Linked DNA regions of Mus musculus: all the other regions are linked to region 3. Evidence: chromatin contacts called from public HiChIP or PLAC-seq and Micro-C data. All regions are on one chromosome and are shown on one strand. The core of a region is the stretch at or near the end of the contact, and the rest is flanking DNA. Distances in the headings are between cores, read along the strand shown.

Region 1 (2,700 bases), core at 6-2,505, 1.1 Mb before region 3:
TGTAAACTTGTACTTTTCCTGCCCAGTTCTCCCCCTTTGAGTTTTACTATATAAGCCTGTGAAAAATTTTGGCTGACTGTCGAGACTCCTCTACCCTGTGCTAAGGTGTATGAGTTTCGACCCCAGAGCTCTGTGTGCTTTCATGTTGCTGCTTTATTTCGACCCCAGAGCTCTGGTCTGTGTGCTTTCATGTCGCTGCTTTATTAAATCTTACCTTCTACATTTTATGTATGGTCTCAGTGTCTTCTTGGGTACGCGGCTGTCCCGGGACTTAAGTGTCTGAGTAAGGGTCTCCCTTCGGGAATCTTTCACTATGTGTCACACAAGTAAAAAACCACACAAAGTAAAAAACAAAAAAAAGCCCTTGGGGCGGGGAGGAGTGTTGATGGGCTCCTTTGATCTCTCGGTGGCAGAAAGGTGGTTAAGAATGGCAGAATTTGCCGGGCGGTGGTGGCGCACGCCTTTAATCCCAGCACTTGGGAAGCAGAGGCAGGTTTATTTCTGAGTTCAAGGCCAGCCTGGTCTACAAAGTGAGTTCCAGGACAGCCAGGACTATACAGAGAAACCCTGTCTCGAAAAAAGAAGAATGGCAGAATTAAAATTTAATCAGCCTTACTTTGGTTTTGTTTTTTTGAGACAGGGTTTCTCTGTATAGTCCTGGCTGTCCTGGAATTCACTTTGTAGACCAAGCTGGCCTCGAACTCAGAAATCCGCCTGTCTCTGCTTCCAGAGTGCTGGGATTAAAGGCGTGCGCTAGCTACCACGCCCGGCTCAGCCTTACTGTGAATTAGGCACAGGCTAAGTTACACACGTGCTACCCTGGGTTCACTGGGGCAAGACGGGTGAAGCCCAGTCAGTTGAGAGGTTGACAGTGACAAGTGATTGCTGATAAGGCTGGATTGCCATTGGGAGACTGACTTCCTTTAAGCGCCACCTAACGGCGAGTCACAGTCAGTGACGGGATATTAGTTTACTTGACTTCTGCAGAAAGCAAGGCTGTCTCGAAAAAACAAAAAAAGAAAAAGAAAAAAAAAGGCTCAACTCCAAATCGGTTCCGCTTTCAGCGTCTTCTCACAGCAACAGGCTTGGAAGCGTCCACCTTCATTCCACAGCTAGTCCTTCAGGTACAAGGAGTAATGACAAAGCTGCCCCGCCCTGGTCCTCCAGGCCCCGCTCTTCAGGAAGGCCACGCCCCCTGACTTCCGGCCCGTTTGAGCTATGGGTGAAAAATACTGCCAAAAAGTTCCTACTGCGCTTGCACTCAGTTACGCGCCTGCGCACTTGCGGCTCCCTTCAGACCGGACATAACGGTCCACGCGCTGCTTCATGGACCGGAAGTGGAGGGGAAGTGTCTCGGGGCGCGCCGGGCCTTGCTGAACGCCCGCAGTTCCTGCCGTTGCCGCCGCCCTCGGCTACTGCCGAGACCTTCCAAAGCCGCCATGTCCGCCAGCGCCGTCTACGTACTGGATCTGAAGGGCAAGGTACTGAAGGGTTCGCCACCCTCCGCGTTGCCAGGCAACCAACGGGCCCTCGCCCTGTCAGGACCCACCCTGTTGCTAGGCAACTGGCCGACCAGCCCAGCTAGGGCGTCAGGCAGGCGGGGCAGCCTCACTTGCCAGCCCTACCAAGTTACTAGGAAATGGGCGGTGGTCTTTCCGCGAGTCCCGCCCCATTGCTAGCCAACTTGGTGGGCTGCGGTTGCTAGGTAACTGTCCGCTTTGCCCCTTTCCCTTTTTGTTCGCCTGGGTACCGGACTCTAGCTTCTCCTGCGAACTCCTGTAGCAGGACCCTGCGCCCCGGGGACCGTGCGACCCTTGGCCAGAGGCGTGGCGGGAACTATGGCCTTAGGTCGGTCCCTCGCTCCACAGGCTTCAGCGTTCCCTAGAGCCACTGAGCTTCCTATGACATTAAGAGAAGCGGATGATAAAAGTGTGGTTTTAAGAAGGGCGTGGTGGCGCACGCCTTTAATCCCAGCACTCGGGAGGCAGTCAGGCGGATTTCTGAGTTCGAGGCCAGCCTGGTCTACAAAGTGAGTTCCAGGACAGACAGGGCTATACAGAGAAACCCTGCCTCGAAAAACAAAAACAAACAAAAGTGTGGTTTTAGAGGGGGAAACAGTGCCTAGAGTCACACTGATTACTGGGAAGTAGCGGCCTGGAAGCATCCTCGCCAGGCAGGTGCTAAGCCCAGGGCCACCGTGGGTTAGCCTAATCTGTCATAGCTCAACTTAGTCACTTGGAAAAAACAGAAATAGATGAATACCTATTGGGGCCATGTCTTCATAATGGACTAGCAGCTGCAACTGAAGAATCAGGGAGAGCTATCCTGACTGGGAATAACAAAGACTGCTGAGACATGAAGGCCCTGCACAGAAACAGGACCCTGGCATCTTGCCCAGCGTTATCTGAGAAAGAAATCTTCATTTGTGTGTTTCTGCGGGTGTGTGGAGGAAGGAGACCCCTGCTACTCTTACATGGGCTCTTGTTATCGAACTCGGGTCACTAGACTGATTGAGCTAGGCTGCCTGAACCGTTAAAACGCATGGATCTGCCTGTCTGTACTTCCCAGCAGAATCTGACTTTTTCCCTCTCTTGGTTTTATGAGACAAGTTTTCTCTGTGTAGCTCTGGCTGTCCTGGAACTCACTCTGTAGACCAGGCTGGCCTTGAATTTAGAGACTGACCTGCCTCTGCCTCCCAGG
Region 2 (2,700 bases), core at 159-2,658, 1.1 Mb after region 3:
ATCAAAAGCTTTCACCTTTACATTCATCCAGGATAGCAGCAAGAGGGGTGGTACCACTCATGTTCAGGGTTAAGCCTTCCTTTCTCAGTTAAATCTCTACAGAAAGCCCTCACAGGCAAAACCAAATGGTTGTTTCCTAGGTGATTCTAAATCTACCAAACTGAAAAACAACATTAAGCATAACCTGTGGGTAACTTCTAATGAGTAGCAAGATTGCCACTCAATATAATTACTGCATAGTTAGAGGCTGGAACTCCCAGTCAGTCAGAAACCTGCCACTGACTATTTTGTTATGGTTTTCATACTTACAGCCTTTGTAGCCTTCTTAAGCCCCATGTATAAACCTAGACAACATCTTCAGTAGGAAAACATCCAATCCCACGAGCATTAGGCAAGCCTAATTGGAATACCCAGGCTTCCTGACACCCTTCATATCTGGACATTGTTTCCAGTAGGTTACATGTACAAAGGCTCCTTCATAACCTAAAAATAAAAATAAAATAAAATGAAGCTCCTCCCTCATAATAAATTGCTGTATTTAATATTGAACCAAGTGTAATGAGCAAAATATATGATGTCCTTAGAGATGCTTTCAAATCATTATTCAAAACAACATCTGGTGACTATGCACATGTATCAAATAACAACCATGAATTTGTGAGAAACTAGATCTATATGTTCAATAGATAATCCTAAATCATTCAAGGCTGTGAGAATCCCCTTTTAAAAAGATATTTGTAGGTTCCAAGCAATGCCTGACCTCCAGTTGGAAACCACAGCATTAAAATATCTTTACAACCTCCATAGCAATGAAATCTCTAATTTTTATGGTATAGCTCATGCAGTAAAGCTTTATGGACATGGGTCTTCAGAGTAAGAAGACTGTTTACAGAGTCTTCAGTGAACCAAGATCTGTGTCTCATAGGAAAAGCAGGGAAGCTCACGCCAGGACTTGAACAGCAAGAAATTTTGATTTTAAGCCATGTCCAGGAACTAGCATGGCTTGAGAATCTTTTCCTTCCTCTAGCAGCTGAGCTCTTAGCCCACCGACTGAGTGATGCTTAACCCCCCATGCTCCTCACCCCCCACTGCTTTACTTTTGACCCTTTCCCAGCCCATATGCTCCACCTGGCACAAGATTTCAGGTTCCAGGGTAAGGGGTGATTTGTCTTTCTACAAAACAAATACACTCAAAGGGAGAAGAGAAGCAAGTAATAAATAATCTCAAAGTGGAAAGCTACTGTGGAAGTTTGGAGCCAAGAGAGAAAAACAAAAACAAACCCCCAAGAAAACATAAAAGTTCAGGATGATTTATTTCATAATTTAAAACCCAAAACCGCCTTTGGGTGGTAGGACTTGTTTGCTCAGTTTTACCCTGGAGTGGATCATATATAGCTAAGTTATATACCCTTGGAAAAAGCTGGGCTTTTTCTAGTGGGAGCACTAAGATGTCATTAAGCCCAGCACTGTGTGGCTGTGCCAGAATCAAATGTCCTTTGAAATTGAGAGCAGCAGCAAGAAAGCCTCAGGGCTATGCTAAGATTCCCACAGTCTTACCGAGGAGGTGGCAGGGAAAAAAAAAATGGAAGGTGAGGAAATCACTTTGAGCTTAGGAGCAGAGCACAAGAGAGATAAGGACAAAGATTATAAGTTGAGGGTTTGCTGGGCAATGGGACAGAGGAGTACAATACTTATGGTATTGAATAAATTGAATTTTGTTTTCCAGTGTGATACATACTGAGTGCAACCACAACAAGCCCAAACATGTATCAGTTATCCACAGGCACAACAACACAACATAACAAACAGCTCCAAACATGAGGGACAAAGAGATAGTAAACAGCGTGTGTTTGTTTGTTTGTTTGTTTGTTTGTTTGTTCATCTTACAAGTCTAGAAGTCTGTTTGGGCTGTGCTTAGCTGGTTTTCCCTTCATGTCTTGGTCCTGTGGTGAGTCACTGGGGATTGGCGATCTACAAAACTTTCATTCACATTGTTTGGACATTGGCTTGCTACCAATGCAGGAGGGTTTCCTGGGCTTGTAAGGCAGTGATGGCAATATTCCCAGAATATAGTGGAAATAGAAAAAGCTGAGTCTGATGGCCAGCCTGGATTCAAACAACAGAAAAATAGGTCCTATCTCTTGTCAAGAGGAGATGAAGAGGCAGTTGGCCATAGACACAGGTGTAGAGAGAACTCAGGGACGGGGGTGCATTTTCCCATCAATATCCCAAAAGAACAGCCTAACTGTCATTGACACAGAGGAGAAGAGACCTTTCTTTATCTGTGGATCACAGGTTGAAGGTGAAGATCTGTTTATTAGAAGGCAGAGACCATCTCACAAGAAAAGAATGAAACAGTCCAAGCTGTCCATTGATAAAGTGGTTAATAACCAATATTTTGACATAATAATAACTACTAATGTTAATTGGCTGCTTGTAATGCTGCTGGAGATTACAGAAACTGATCATCCCAACAATGCTTGGAAGTTCCCAGTAAGCATGTGGTACTGAGAAAAGCTGCCTGGCTGAGAGCACAGTACTTCCAAATTGTGAGCCCAGGTATTCAGCCAGTACCAACTGGAGCATGAAATGTTGTTTTCTAGTTTTCCATCACACCAAATCAGGTGATGGAAAAACTAGCAATAATCTTGTCTAATTATGGGGTTGGTTAGTTCTGACTTCCACAGGAATAAACACACT
Region 3 (2,700 bases), core at 47-2,546:
TAAGAGCATGTCAGGCCCTGAGACAGATCCTGGGGACACTAGAGATTGGGGTCTTCCACCTCCTGCTTTTCCGGGACTCAAAGCCAAGTCAGAAACGGTGTGCCCATCCTTTTTACTAGCATCCTAAGCACACCGGGTACCAGCCACAGGTTTGGATAAGTTGTCCAGCATTGCTCACTAAAGCGTTCCCACGATGGTTCTCTCGCACATCAGGGCTCTTACCTTGGCCTTGACTACATCCAGGCAGAGGTACACTCCGAAAGAGCTGAACCGCGTGGTGCCACTGACGCCTACTAAGTGCAGTGGGTCCTGGTGGAGATCCCAGCTGGAGCTGTTCTAACCCGACCGACCGACGGTGCCAAGCACAGACTTCGGGACAGCCTTGGGCTCCAAATATCAATAGGAAAGGTCCGCCTTGCCGGGACTGAGCACTCTCCCTTCTTTCTCCTCCTCCGAGGCGGCTGCCGAGAGCTGCTCTACGCCAGAAGGACTCTTCCAAGCCCTGGGCGCCTCGCATGGGCAAGGGCCTGGGGGCCGCCCTGGGTTGGATCCGGGAAACCAGCGCCAGGAAGAAACGGGGAGCCGCAGCTCTGCCGGCTTCACCTTCCGCGCCCCTGACCGCTTAACCCCTTCAGGGCAGGGCCTGCCCGCAACCGGCCCGGCCAGGCAAGTACACCGGCAGCCCCAGCCACGGAGAAGAGGCGAGGCAGGAGGCAGGAGGCTGGAGGCAGCTCAGCCGGACCGAGAGACCAGCGTGGCGAACGAGCACTGGGACCGACCGTAGCTGCTTGCGGTGACCCTCCCCCCCACCCCCCGGGCCTGCGCCGCCCGCCCGCGGCTCCGCGAGAAGCGGGCGCTGAAGAGGGCCTCGCCCGGGCCTGGGGCGCGGGACCGGGGGCGCGGGGCCGGGATAGATGCTCCTTGGAAGGTCACGGCCGCCGGGGCGCCGCGAGCGGGACGCAGCCCGATGGGTGCGGGGAGCCCGGGCGGGCAGCCCCCGCCGCCACCTTGGAGACGCGCCGGCTTCCCGGAGCGCTCAGGTTTGGAGCCGCTCGTCCGCTGCAGACGCTGTGGGCAGCCTGGAGCCGCGAACGGACAGGCGCGCGATCCCCGCTTCCCGCGCGGGGCCGGGAGAGAATCGCTGTGCGGGGACCGGCGTGGGAGCGCGCTGGCGGGCGCTGGTGTTGGAGCTCCAGGCTAGTCCAGCCGCCGCCGCGTGCTTAGAGCGTCGGGCTCGTTCGGCAGCTGCAGTGACTGTGTGTCTGTGTCATGTCTGTGCAGCTGGGGGGCGAGGGGGAAGGACCGCGATCCTGGGCTGGGTTCCGAGCGGGGGCGGGACCGGAGCCCGCCTCGGGGCCACGCCTCCTCCCCGTGATCGCATGGACAGCCAATGGGTAGCGCCAGGAATGTGCGTCTCTAGTGCCCGCCCTGCCTAGGCTACGCCTACGACCAAGCGCCTCCCTCCGCTCCTTGGTTCATTGGAACGCAGGCGGATGAAACACCCGGAGCCCGGAGCCCGGGCCGGGTCTCGGGAAAAGGGTGCTAGCTGGAGCTCCCCGCCCTTCTTTCCCGGACTCCGGCTACCCCAGATTTGGATGAAAGAGAGTGAAGAGAGGCGGGTTGAGTTCGCAATTGTTGCTTCCGGTTTGCGAGCAGGGTGGGTCACCGTGCCACTCCTTTTACAAAATAACGGTTTGGGGGGAAGTAGGAAGTTTACCCTGCTTTTCCTTCGGTTGGGAACGCGGCTCTCCCCTAGGTTGACCGGTCATGGGGCAGCCAGAGCTGTGAAGAGGCCCGATTTGAGCGGTTTGACATCATCTTGCTTGGATTCTGGATCCAAGAATCCTGTGCAAGACTCTGGTCCCCCTCACCAGAGGAAACTACATTTTTGTGTCCATATATACACGCATAGATGCACCTCCTTTCTAATTTTACTCTTGCTCAGAGCCCCGCTTTCAACGTCCACTAAAGGGACATCTAAGCCTCCGGATGTTGATGAGGAAGGTGAGGATGCGGAGAGTCCGCCCGGACTGCGGAAGGAGCGGAAAGATTTGGTTATAGTAAAGGGGATGGGATGTCCCTTGGGAGAATACCCTCCCTTGAGGCTGAAGCAGAGCCTGGGTGAGAAAGAGGACCAGAGCGGACGGTCTACTCCCACTGGAAGACGGAGCTCCGAAACTGCGATCCAGCTTCCGGGTTTTTTCCTCAACTAGGTCCCTTGGCTTCTGGGGGCCCCTTCCCCCAGAGTCCCCACCTCCCCCAATCCGTAGGAGCCACTGAATCTCTGTCTTCCCCTGCGCTTATCTCCTCCGGCAGCCCACCCACTGTCTTTTAATGGCTGGGGAGGATGGAGAGAGGTGGGATGCCTTAGAAAGGGCTTCCTATCTCGGGACTCTGAGCTGACTATCTTACCCGAGGTGGAGCATCACTCTAATCTCGCATTCGAAGATCCAGCTCCTCTCTGATCCCATCCCTCATCCCCAGCTCTGGCCTTGATACCTACACCCTTGGACCGTCCTTTGACCTGCTCGACACTCTCGGCTTCCCTGCGTTCTCTAGAAGCCAGGACCCCTTTTACCACCAGCAGGGGCTCTCCCTCAGTTCCCAGCGCTGTTTACCTAATCAGTAGGAGCCTAAGTCTTGGAGGATGCGAACCGAAGGTAGCGGTTGCTTCGGAATAGTTAACTGCGATGCTGGGGT

The links. Hi-C and Micro-C count contacts between places; a contact is called where the count stands out from the background. HiChIP or PLAC-seq counts read pairs in DNA pulled down with a chosen protein or histone mark.
Region 1: a Micro-C map of embryonic stem cells shows a contact between it and region 3, with 6 times the contacts expected there. The contact joins the promoter of Ap1m1 here to the promoter of Large1 in region 3.
Region 2: an H3K4me3 HiChIP or PLAC-seq map of neural tube shows a contact between it and region 3, with 9 times the contacts expected there. The contact joins the enhancer-like site here to the promoter of Large1 in region 3. A contact is called at or near these places in 11 of 39 promoter capture datasets (3T3-L1-derived adipocytes, the C10 cell line, cranial neural crest and 7 more), 7 of 115 datasets of contacts at active chromatin or transcription factors (VIP interneurons, embryonic limb bud, embryonic stem cells and 3 more) and 1 of 9 other capture datasets (embryonic stem cells).

Annotation. Positions count from the first base shown.
Region 1 is chr8:72,238,763-72,241,462 of GRCm38.p6, forward strand. Ap1m1 (adaptor-related protein complex AP-1, mu subunit 1) reads left to right here and starts at 1,256. Exons shown (of 12, transcript NM_007456.5): 1 at 1,256-1,481. The coding sequence starts at 1,440.
Region 2 is chr8:74,499,508-74,502,207 of GRCm38.p6, forward strand. No RefSeq gene overlaps it. Among named protein-coding and RNA genes, the nearest start is that of Isx, 370 kb to the right of the region's middle. Within about 2 kb of position 1,409, at least 6 of the 459 cell types and tissues checked have an H3K27ac peak or open chromatin away from gene starts, as enhancers often do. A contact at or near this core is called in neural tube, where this site is marked.
Region 3 is chr8:73,352,244-73,354,943 of GRCm38.p6, forward strand. Large1 (LARGE xylosyl- and glucuronyltransferase 1) reads right to left here and starts at 1,297. Exons shown (of 15, transcript NM_010687.2): 1 at 223-1,297.